Linked DNA regions of Mus musculus: all the other regions are linked to region 1. A link is a contact called in public Hi-C data. All regions are on one chromosome and are shown on one strand. Each heading gives the region's core, a stretch centred on a gene start, on an enhancer-like site or on the middle of the called end of the contact. The rest is flanking DNA. Distances are from core to core; before and after follow the strand shown.

Region 1 (4,075 bases), core at 621-3,120:
TGCTAGTTTATTAGGCCACACAAATTGGTCCCACTTTGGCCACTGGGAGCTTGAGAAGTCACTCCTATTATTCAATATTTTGTCACTAATTATTTTTAGCACGTTCTTACTACCTGGTGTTATGAGGTTACTCTATGCTCATGTTGTATATTTTCTGTCTCCATCCTAGGATCAACTGTTTCCCCAAGACATAGCAAAGGTGTTTGCCCATTTAATTATTTTCTTATTGTCTATGTACTAGAACAGTCCTGGGCACTGAGAAGTCACAGAATAAACCATTGTCGAATGAATAAATTAGTGAGTAGGTGTGAGAAGTGGACAGAGCAGTTCTGGCCTGAATCCTGGCCCTATGTTTGACTCTTCTTTCCCTCAAGGTAAGTGGGATCCAGCTTTTGGGGATTGAAGTTTTCATGAGTAACATTTTAGGACCTTGAATTATTTTATTCTCAAGTATTACGTTTTAGATTGTTTGTTTGTTTGTTTTTTAAGACAGGGTTTTATTGTGTAGCCTTGGCTGCCCTGGAAACAGATCTGTAGACCAAGCTGTCCTCAAACCCATAGATATCTTCCTGCCTCTGCCTCTGCCTCTGCCTCTGCCTCTGCCTCTGCCTCTGCCTCTGCCTCTGCCTCTGCCTCTGCCTCTGCCTCTGCCTCTGCCTCTGCCTCTGCCTCTGCCTCTGCCTCTGCCTCTGCCTCTGCCTCTGCCTCTGCCTCTGCCTCTGCCTCTGCCTCTGCCTCTGCCTCTGCCTCTGCCTCTGCCTCTGCCTCTGCCTCTGCCTCTGCCTCTGCCTCTGCCTCTGCCTCTGCCTCTGCCTCTGCCAAGTGCTGGGTTTAAAGGCATGTGCACCACTGTCACCCACCTCAAATTTTACTTTTAAGAAAGCTTTCATGCTCAAAAAGGTATATGAAAACTTACAATTCTCATACTCAAAAGTTTTAAGCCTTACTCCCTTCAGTCAGAACTATTAACTCTATAAATATTTTCTGCTGGCCTATATTGTAATTAATTATCAGATTTATCTTTGTGTTGTTATTCTGAGAGATCAGACTTTTTTTTTTCTTTTTTTGCCTGTCCCTAGGCTGTGAGCAACTTGACTAGAGTCGTGCCTTATTATGCAGAGCACCCTGAGCACCAAGGCAGCTGGCACTGAGGAAGCTCTCAGCAAGTGGTTAAAACAGATAGGCTGCACAAAGAGCTGCTAGGAGAATAAGGCTGTCTTTGTTTGAGTCAACAATAACTCAAGTTGCAAAGCAAGCATAAAGAAAAGCTAAGTTTTTAAGTGTTGAACAATTGTCTGGAGAGGGTACACTTCAATTCTGAGCATGGGGAACGGAGAAAATTCTAAAGAATGAATCCATTCTACAACCACTTTAACTGCCTTTTCCTGAACTCTTTCATTTCTTATTGTTTCCCGTAAATTTGAGTAAACAAGAAAATCTCTAGTGCACAGACTCTCAAACTCCTAAAATGTACCTTAGATATGGTTTCATTCCCTTATCTTGAAGACAGAGAAACTGCTGCCTATTGAGTGAAGTTAATTTATTTTTGTGGCCAGGTAGGACCAAAGTCTAGGTATAATTCACTGTATAGTCAGAACAACCATGTTGCTGGTCTACAGGGAAGCTAATATGGGTATATCTGTTTACAAAGCTCACAGGAAAATACATGTTATGAGTAATGGGTAATAGTCAGTGAATTCAAAGGTCAAATATTTTTTAAATATTTCAAAATATATTTGCTATGTTCAGGGTGCTCTTTAAAATCCATAAACACAGGGCTCTCATCTTCAATTATTAACAAGCCACTATATGGCTGAGTACTTTGATCCTATCAATCAGGAGGCAGAGTCAAAGGCAGATAGATGGCTATGAGTTCAAGGCTAGCCTGATGTACATAGTGAGTTCCAGCCAACCATGTTTACACAGTAAGACTCAGTCTAAGAAAATAAAATAATAATGATGATACTATTATTATCATTATTAAGTTAGCAATTGGTCATAACAAAATAGAAGGTATAATAATATCTATCCAGCACTCACAAGATGTAAGTTGCCAATTGCTTCGTTTTTGCTTGAGGTCTCACCTTCAACTAGGTAAGAACTGATGTTAGGCAAACTATCTTCCAGTTGACTGGTTAGAGAGAAGACATTTAAACATGGACTCTGTAACTCTGGACCTGAGGTTATATTTGCTATCCAGAGAACTTTGCACCTCAAATTCTTGAGCCACTCTGATTAAAGATTTATGCCATTGAATTGATTTAATTAACTATTTGTAGTGTCCACAACTGGATCTGATTCTGAGCAGTCTTTGCCACTCAAACAGCACACGGCTGATTCCAAGAAGTGCTTGCTGACAAGGAGCCTGATATGGTTGTGTCCTGAGAGGCTTTGCCAGAGCCTGACAAATCCAGAGGTGGATGCTCGCAGCCATCCATTGGACTGAGCACAGGGTCATGTGCTGTGTGTGTATTCTTTTGTTTACACGCATAGTGAGAGTACTCTGTGTGTGCACATGTATATAACATAAAAAATAAGCACCCTGAGTATACTGTTGTTCTACAAGTATGTGATTTGCATACAAGAATACATACATATTGGTACTGTTTAACTTTGGAAGTTTCCCTTCTTTCTCTGTTCTCTATGGCTATAGAGTCTAAAATGCTTAAATATGGCTTAAGGTTTTTATACCCATGGTGTGTATGTGTGTGTGTGTGTGTGTGTGTGTGTGTGTGTGTGTGTGTGTGTGTGTGTGGTCTGTAAGGACAGTAGATGCAATGCTCTGATTATGGTTCAAGATTTGAAAACACAATAAAAACTGAAACAGAACCAAAAAGGAAACAAATGAGATAAAATTCTGAATGGCAAAAGATGTTAAGGGAAAAGCTTTTCCCAAGGACTTGGGCTTGTCTTACACATGCAGCTTTTATTTCTGACTTGGCACACTGTATAAGTAAGCATGCCTTGTTTGTCAAATTCCAAATTTACACCTCTCCCTTCCTATTCTCTTGTCTCAAATTAATTTTATCTGTTAAACCTCAGACATTGTTCTGTTTGTTCTGACATACACAAATAGTAAGGTTATAATAGTGATTTTATCCGGCCAATCTTCTGAGAATGTTTATTTTTTTAGTCATTGTATAATTTACATGTAGGAGCAGGTCACTTGCAGCATGACCTTTAAGACTCCCAGTAATGGGCTACACATTTCACTCTCAGATGTTGTCTTCTTTTCCCTGGCCTTTGTAGGAGGTGTTCAGAAATCACAAGTCATGAGCTTGAGTACAGGCTAGCAAGCAAACCATTCTCTCTCTGCCTTGGAAATGTAACTGTACAGATGTCAAGGATATCATATGATAAGTAAAATCTAAAATAGCATGTTTATGCTTCCAGCCACAGGAATGATCAGATTGATAAAGAGAGGACTGTACATTTTGGCTATCATTAATTCAGGAAGAATCAACAAGGGTTCAGGGTTTGGTGTGGCAACAGAAAACAGTTAAAACCTGAAACTAAGGAATAAGCATGGATGCAACATAGCATATGGAATCAATTGGTGTGATAAACAAAACAAAACACACACACACACACACACACACACACAAACACACATACACACACACACATCACTTTGCTAAACTTTGTGCTTTTTCTGTGACCTTCATCTTCCTTTTTGCATGATCTTAACTTCAAGAGTAGTTCGAAAATTTACCAAGAACAGAGTGTGTCCTGTTTTAACCAATCTTCTCAATGATTCTTTGTTAATTGCCTGTACATAGGTGAAAAGTGTTGATTGGCCATATGTACAAGTATGGCCAGCAGTATGTGTGGGAAGTCACATATGCCATTGCAGAGTGGCACTGACTACTGCTGGCCACCACGCATAAGTTTGGACAAACAACCAATGTGTACATATGCAGTAAAGTGTTTTGCAAAGACACTGCCTGGCCCGGGCATGATAATGAGGCTTTGAGAGTATAACCAATCAGATGTGAGACATGCAAATGAGGTATGATAATGAGGCTCTGTGAGGTACAGAGAGAGAGAGAGAGAGTAGCCAATCAGATGAGTAACA
Region 2 (4,075 bases), core at 406-2,905, 190 kb after region 1:
ATGTATAAGCTACAACACCACACACACACACACACACACACACACACACACAAGATCCAAGTAGTGAGGTGTTCTTTAACTGAGGAGCTGAAAGAAAGGCACATACAGAAAAGCAAAGAGAGGAGAGAAAAATAATACCAACAGAGCCTCAAGGAATCATGTTATTTTATATTTACCTAAATTATACATGTTATATATATGCATGTGTATAAGTGTATTAATATAATAAGCAAGAGCCACAGACTAACACAAATCCCAGTGCCCAGCATGAGAAGCGTCCTTTTGAGTTGTTGGTTAGAGTAGTCTAAGAAAGTACTGGGGCTACTGGTATTGCCTTTGGTTGTCTCTCAGAGGGTGAAAGTAAGTCCCTGTTGTTGAGATCACCACGCTTTGCACAAAGGACTCAGGTGATTTGATCTGGATCAAACCTAAAGACCTTCTTTATGTGGAGTGGCTTATATAGTACCAGAGAGCAGTATACAAGCTACTAAGGGAGGGGGAAATGGCTAGTGCTATCCATCTGTAATATGTATGAATCACAACAATGACCAGCATGAGAAAATAGCCCAAAAGGTACAGTAGTGGCACTCATGTATTCACAGTGACCAGCCTCTGTCTAATTGGATTTAATCCATACCCAACAAGAGGGAAACCATACCTGGTATTAGAAACCTACTCATTTACCTGAGACTTGTGAGGCCATAGGTCTTAGGAGAGAATCCAATATCACTGCCTTATAAGGCCAACACAATTGCTATCTGCTTTCTAAAATGTATCTTATGCCCAGAGATGAGTATAGCTCTCACTCTTCATCTAAAAAGATTCTCTTTACAGTAAATGAAGACCATCTCTGTATCCTAAAGCTACACAAAATACAGAGGTCAACTGACCTTTCAAAGTCCACCACCAAAGGATACCATACAACCCCTGCATCAGTGTGTCAAGGAACACAGTAGAAGAAAAACAGAGAGTTTTTAAGAACTAAAGGACAAGGAGATCTGCTGTAAGAGTGTCTTGTAGAAATGACTGCATAAACAAGATAGGAACAGTGACACTCTCAATAAATTGTTAATACAAAAATGGTTAAATCTACTAATGACTGATAAGAGAGGAAAAATTAGCCTCTCCCAGCGATGAGCCTCCTAATTGGCTATCCAATACAAAGGAGTCAGCCCTGTATTCACATACACACAAGCAACAAAAATGGACATAGTGGGTTGTATCTATATATTGTGTGTGTATGTGTGTGTGTGTGTGTGTGTGTGTGTGTGTGTATCAATGAAAAAGAGGCCATCAATGAGAGAAGGTGGAAGAGGATGGATATGTGAGGGGTTGGAGGGAAGAAAGAAACTGAATGAAGTGAGGTAATTATATTTTAGTTGAGAAACATTTGAAAATAAATCTGTGTTATGCTTTAGACAAGGCTCGGTATCTTTCCTGGATTTATCTATTATTTTGTAATGCACATTCAGAGGTTTTAAGAGAGTAGAAAGTTAATCTGACCATGGTGTTGGGGGACTTCCATGAGGTAATTAAGATTAAATAAGTTCATGAGGAAGGAGCTTCCTGATTGGATTGTGGTGGCTTTATCGGAAGATAGAGACTCAAGTATTCATGCATACACTGTTATCTTTTCTATGAAGCTCTAGGCCACCTTGGAACTTTGACAGCCACAAGATCATTACCAAACATTGTCCTCAATGCTGGGTCAGGCCTTTGAATGAGCCAACATGAAATTCCTTTATGAAATTGCCCAATTTCAGATATTTTACTAAAGTAAGAAAAACTTGAACTAGTTCAAGCTGATTTCAGATATATTAGTAATTGATAAAATTTAGTACGTTAAAAAATTTTAAAGTGCTTGGAATATGAAGTGTGGATAGAGATGCAAGTGAAAACATAGAAAACTGCCCATTCTGGTTGCACATCATTGCTTATTTGTGCCAAGGAAGAAGGAGGACAAAAAGAATTGGCAGTGGATCAACCAGAAGGTGCTCCACTTGAGTTAGGTTTGGGGTATAAAACAAGGGGCTTCACTTCATTTTCAGCTCTCTTATTCTTTTATAAAGAGCCCTGAAGGAAATGTGTCATCAAATATGGTCATTTATGAGTGGTCAATATAGGCTAATTTTTAATTGAAAATAATTTCTATACAATGTATTTTGATGACAGTTTTCCCTCCCTCACCTTGTCCCCAATCCTCACCCACTTCCCCATCCTTTCAATGCCACATCTTCTCCCTCCATCCTCTCAAGAAAACAAATAAAAAAATCAAAAATAAAACAAAATGAACAAACTAACAACAACAAAGAAGAAACAACAACAAAAAATGTATCAGAAATGCATACACAGGCAGAGACACACACCCAAGTAAAACCACAAAACCACAAAACCAGGGATGGTAATAGACATGCAAAAGGCCAGTAAGATGAAACAAAAACTGAACAAAGCAACATGAGAATGACAAATCTCCAAAAATACCTTTGAGTTCATTTTGTATTGACTATTTACTTCTAGGTATGGGGCCTGTGCTTAATTGTGGTTTAGTTTCTATACCCAAAGAAACTCCTAGGGAGAATCTATTTTTCTTAGGTGAATCTTATTAATTGGGGATGGATTCTTGGTTAGGGACACATGCCTGTGTCTTGGTCCACATATCAGCCCTGTGACCCTATCTGGTTTGGATCTGTGCAGGTCCTAAGGATGCTGACATAGTCTCTAAGAGTTCATATGTGCATCAGTCTTATTGTGTCCTAAAGACAACATTTCTTTGGTATCAACCATCCCCTCTGGCTCTTATAATACTTCTGCCTCCTCTTCTGCATAATTCCCTGAGCAAGGTATATTAGTTAGGGTTCCCTGGAGCATCACAGACCATCAGAAAACACAGATATTTTACATTGCAATTCATAACAGTATCAATATTACAATTAAGAAGTAGCAACAAAAGATAATTTTATGGTTTGAGATGACTATAACATGAAGAACTATGTAAAAGGGTCACAGCATTAGGGAAGTTGAGAACTACTGTTCTAGAGGAACAGAACTTACAGACTAGAATTTCCAGCTAATATGAGGCTGAGCAGGCAAAGATGTCAAGCATCCTTCTTTCATGTCCTTTATGTAGGCTGCCAGCAGGTATGGCCCAGATTAAAGGTGAATCTTCCCACCATAAAACATCTATATTAAAGGAAAGTCTTTCCCCAAAAGCATATGCATGGCATGAATGTGCTCACTTATAAGTGGGTATCAGCCACAAAGCAGAGAATACCCACACTGTACTCCACAGACCCAAAAAAAGTTAACAAGGAAATCCCAAGTGAGGATACTTGAACCTCATTTAGAAGGGGGAATAAAATAGTCATATGAGGCAGATGGAGGGAGGGAAAAGTGTTGGAGAGCAGATGGGGAAAGAAATGGAGGGGCACTTTAGGATCATGTGTGTGGAAAGATAGGAGAAATGGCCAGATGACCATGAGAATAAATGGCAATCTGCAACTGGAGGGAGTGGGGAGGAGGGAGGCACCTCGAGAACATGCCATAGACCTGGGATAGGAGAGGCACCTAAGAATCAATGGGGTGAACTCAGCTGAGAGTCACATTATTGAGGATATGGAACCTGAAAAGGCTACCCCACTTGTAGCCAGACAGGAACCCCAGTGGAGTGATAGGGACACCAACCCATTCACAAAACCCACCCCAAGTCTATCCTGTCTATAAGAAATGTAGGTACAGGGGATGGATCAGAGCCTAAGGGACTAGTCAACCAATAATCTTCCAAACTATTGACCCATGCCATTGGCAAGCACCAGTCTTTGACACTATTAATGATATTTTGCTATATTTGTAGACAGGAGCCTAGCAAGATTGTCCTCTGAGAGGCTCCACACAGCAGCTGACTCAGATGGATATAGAAAGTCACAGCCAAACAGTGGATGGAGTTGGTGACTCTTATGGAAGAGGTGGAGGAGGGACTGAGCACCCCAGTAGGGGTAGGAATTTCACAGCAAGATCAACAGAATCAACTAGCCTGGGCCCTTGGGGCCTTCAGAGACTGTACCCTCAACCAAAGAGC
Region 3 (4,075 bases), core at 901-3,400, 140 kb after region 1:
CACACTTCAAAATCATTCTTGAACTCATGTTGATTTTACCTTTTTAAGTGAAACAATAGTTTCAAAGTCTATAGGAAAAAGTTAGGGAAGACACACATTGGAATAAGTCTGGAAAAAATGTTTGTCTGCCAAACCCAAGATAATTAGAGCTATCTTCAGAGTCCAGGCAATAGTGAACCAAAAATATTAGCACAAAGCAGAATTATTCTCAGCAGACTGGCATGTAAGTTCCAATCCAGGTCGAATCTTTACCTACTTCTTACTAACAATTTGACCTACAAATAACCTTTAATATGTAGAAATGTCAGCTTTTGCTTCTGTAGAAAATTAATTTTTTAAAAGACATCATGGTGTTTGGTAAGAATAAATACTTAGGCAGAGAAAAACCTCCTTGAGAAAGAGGGAAGAGGGCAACACAGGAGAGGGAGGCGGGGTAATATGTAACATTTAGGGTTTTATATATATATATATATATATATTTATATATATCTTGTGCCCCTTGGAATAAAAATGCTCCCCACCAAAAAAGCATTGACTATTTAATAAAAACGTAAGTGTTAGGCATGAGCAATCTCCATATTCAAGTTGTTAGGCAGGAGAGTCCAAAAAGCTCCCCATACAATACAGGCTTTTACTCTTTTCCTTGATCACATCTCAGAAATTGGAAGTCAGGCTCTATCACCAACAATACAGCACACTTTGGACAGAGAACTTAGGAATCAATCTAAATTCGAATTAGGTGTTTCTTTTCTGAAACCTAGCTCTCGTAATATGACAAGGAGATATGCAAGTTTCCAGTGGTGAGAAGCAACCCATAGCCCTATCAATCTCTAAAGCCTATGAACTACAATAGCAGAATAGCAATATATTCCAAAAGGTCCACTAATGGTACTTCCATTATAGGGCTAAGCAATAGCCATGTAAATTAGACTTGGAAGTCTTCTCAAGAGGTGGGAATTTATGCCTGACTCTTTAAATAGAGGCAACTGGCAAAGCCATCTAATGTAGAGGAAAAGCGACTACTACCTCCATGTGCCTGAACCAGTATAGTTTCCAACTTCTGTCTAAATACAAACAGCTAGATGCAGTAATCAACTCTTATCAGAGAAGCTTATTTGTATAGCAGACAAGGACACTCTGATCAAAATGTAAATGACAACTCACCATGGGTTGCCTATCCCCAGTTGATACACATACAACAGTCTCTTCACATACGTCTCAAGGAACACATACACATATAACTATATATCTTTAATTTTAAGTAGCTGTTTTGTAGACTCATCTACATCCCCTGGCTCTTATGTCCTTTTTGCTTTACCTCCATCAATGTTTCCTGAACTTGAAAGAGGTAATGCAGATTTCCCATTTAGGGATAGGCACTCACCGGTCACTTACATTCTTCAGTGCTATAGCCATTGATATATTGCCCAATACTTCAGTAAATAACACCCACATCCATGCTCATGCAAATACATGAATAAATTCAGAGGTCTATAATAAAAAATAGGAGGGAAATTGTTTGGGTAAAGGTGTTAAAGAAAATAGACGGGTGGTGGCCATGGCAGAATGGAAATAAACTTTATTATGTAAGTGTATATGATTTTGAAAGGATAAAATAGGAATAAAGGAAAACACGGACAGGTATTTAGTTCTACCGAGTTCACAGTAATGTGCTGGTCCTGACCTGATTGTTAGCACTGTGTCCCTGTTTGAAACGTCTCAGTGTCTTAAAGCATCTCAGCCACATAGCTTAGAGCTGCTATTTTAAACTAAGCTTCTGAGGGATTGGAGAGGAAGATTCCTTGGCCAGGTTACTTAGGAAATGACATCACTCTCTCCTCCTTGGACAAGGACCCACCATTTACAGACTTTTACTGGTCAATGCTATAGTTTGAAGGAGAATAACCGCCACTCCCATAGGCTCATATATCTGAATTCCTAGTGCCCAACTTATGGAACTGTTTGGGAGGAATTGTGAAACAGGACTGTGAGCTATGGCTGGAGGTGGGCTTTGAGGTTTCAAAAATCCCATGCGATTCCTAGGTAGCTTTCTCTGCCTCGTGTTTTTCCATGAGAAATAATCTCTTAGCTACCGTTCCAGCACCAAGCCTGCTGGCCTACAGCCATGATCCCTCTTACGATGATCATTGACTTTAACCCTCTGGAACTTTGAACCTCAAATCAAATGTTCTCTTTTATAACTTGCCTTGGCCATGGTGTTTTATAACAATGAAAGAAAGAAAGAAAGAAAGAAAGAAAGAGAGAGAGAGAGAGAGAGAGAGAGAGAGAGAGAGAGGAAAGAAAAGAAAAGAAAAGAAAAGAAAAGAAAAGAAAAGAAAAGAAAAGAAAGAGAAGGAAAGTTCCATTTTGCTTGTACTTTGTTTATGCCCTCATAACAAAATAACAGTACTAGAAGAGATTTGGCCTGAAAAGAATATAGTCAGAGTTCTTCTGACATTTTAGAAGATACTTATTTAGTGTTAAAAATGCCCACCCTTGTAATTTCATGGACACTTGCTCATTTTTCTTCTTGGTTTTATCCTCTCATGTGTTTGGTGTTTCGGTAGGTTGCCTTACAGTGGCCACTAGAGAATCAGGCATAACTAATCATATGAAATATATAGACTGATGGATTAATATAGGTTAACTTCATCGACTAAATTTATTTCAGGAGAGGAACTGGTTATTCCCTGCAAAGTCTATTTCAGTTTCATTATGGACTCCCACAATGAGGTCTGGTGGACCATTGATGGAAAGAAGCCTGATGACGTCACAGTCGACATCACTATTAATGAAAGGTATCCTGGCTGCATGCAGGTGCTCTAGTCTTTGTTAGTCTAAGGTCTTGATGAATATTATTCAATGTACATGATTATTATTATTCTTTAAGAAACTTAGCAAGATTTTTCAACCTTCAGGGGCTGCAGGGTCATTAAACTAGCAAGGCAAGTGCACATACTTGTCAGATTGTGTGACAAACTTTGGAATTGCATTGTCTTCAGGCTAGATAGCTTCATCACAGTGAACCCAAAGAGCAGGCATCAGATTGTTTTAAGTTCAACCAACTTCCCATGTTTCTGATTCTCACTTAAAGACATAAGGAGTGTATCTTTCACATGAGCAAGATGAATAAGAAGGAGATATGTTGGCATATGCTTCCATGAAAGTATAGTGTTGTCTTTCTCAGTCCTGGAGTATGGGTCTAAATAGTCTGTCTTACATAATGTATGTTAGTCTCTTCTATTAAAGTAACCATACTTTTCTCATCTTCCCCTGATACTTGAGAATTACTTATTAAATATTAACTAACTACATTTTTGTTCTCTAAATTTCACTTTTAAAAGTAAATGTTCAAAAATCCCAAAGAGCTAATTTTCAAAAGCTTATGGGTAATAATACATACCTCTCTTGATATAACAACTTGGGTCATTTCATTCTTAAGTAAACTTGATATTTGTAAGAATTTAACAAAGGAGAACGTATAGGTCTCTGGAGACAAAAGACTTCTCTGTAAGTGAGGTATAAATTGCTAGAGAGAATTGGTTCGCTCCAGAAACTAATAAATCACTGTGGTGACATATGTGACAGAATAGTTATTAAGACCCTAAATTTGGTCACCTTGTGCAAACAGACCTTAAGCTAATTGAATTTCTACAATTCAAACCTATTTCTTTCCTAATAGTAATGTAAGTTTTTGTAGAAATTATAAAATGTCTACTTTGAACAGCCTCTTTTCTTACTTAGCTATCCCTCATTAGGTAAACTATGACAGATCATGTGTCTATTTACAGTATCTGATATATAAGTAGTAGAGAAGGAGGAGATGTTAGAGGAGGAATTCTTAGAGGATTCCTTCAGTTCAGGGGGATTAAGGGGCCCTCCACAAAAGAAGCAGCGTTCAAATCAAACTTGCTCAGTTAAGATATGAACAGCAATCTGGTAAAGGGGACATTGTATGCACAGACCTGGATGTTTGAGAAACAGAGAAGAGTTGATGACAATTTTAGCTTGAAAACTCGAGGGACAATTATTGGTCATTTCAGGAATGTTAAGAATTGTGATTCTCATCCTCATA

Evidence for each region. A called contact is a pair of places that touch in the nucleus more often than the background predicts.
Region 2: a contact with region 1 is called in a Hi-C map of liver, with 4 times the contacts expected there. The contact joins two enhancer-like sites. A contact is called at or near these places in 5 of 484 Hi-C or Micro-C datasets (liver and nephron progenitors).
Region 3: a contact with region 1 is called in a Hi-C map of liver, with 2.9 times the contacts expected there. The contact joins two enhancer-like sites. A contact is called at or near these places in 9 of 484 Hi-C or Micro-C datasets (ECoMG-derived neutrophils, LSK cells, granulocyte-monocyte progenitors and 2 more) and 1 of 115 datasets of contacts at active chromatin or transcription factors (liver).

The regions. Positions count from the first base shown.
Region 1 is chr16:26,560,786-26,564,860 of GRCm38.p6, forward strand. No RefSeq gene overlaps it. Among named protein-coding and RNA genes, the nearest start is that of Il1rap, 19 kb to the right of the region's middle. Within about 2 kb of position 1,871, at least 10 of the 459 cell types and tissues checked have an H3K27ac peak or open chromatin away from gene starts, as enhancers often do. A contact at or near this core is called in liver, where this site is marked.
Region 2 is chr16:26,748,171-26,752,245 of GRCm38.p6, forward strand. All of the region lies in intron 1 of Gm20319 (predicted gene, 20319), which reads right to left. Among named protein-coding and RNA genes, the nearest start is that of Gm20319, 5.3 kb to the right of the region's middle. Within about 2 kb of position 1,656, at least 3 of the 459 cell types and tissues checked have an H3K27ac peak or open chromatin away from gene starts, as enhancers often do. A contact at or near this core is called in liver, where this site is marked.
Region 3 is chr16:26,696,156-26,700,230 of GRCm38.p6, forward strand. It overlaps Il1rap (interleukin 1 receptor accessory protein), which reads left to right. Exons shown (of 11, transcript NM_001159318.1): 7 at 2,672-2,798. Among named protein-coding and RNA genes, the nearest start is that of Gm20319, 57 kb to the right of the region's middle. Within about 2 kb of position 2,151, at least 3 of the 459 cell types and tissues checked have an H3K27ac peak or open chromatin away from gene starts, as enhancers often do. A contact at or near this core is called in liver, where this site is marked.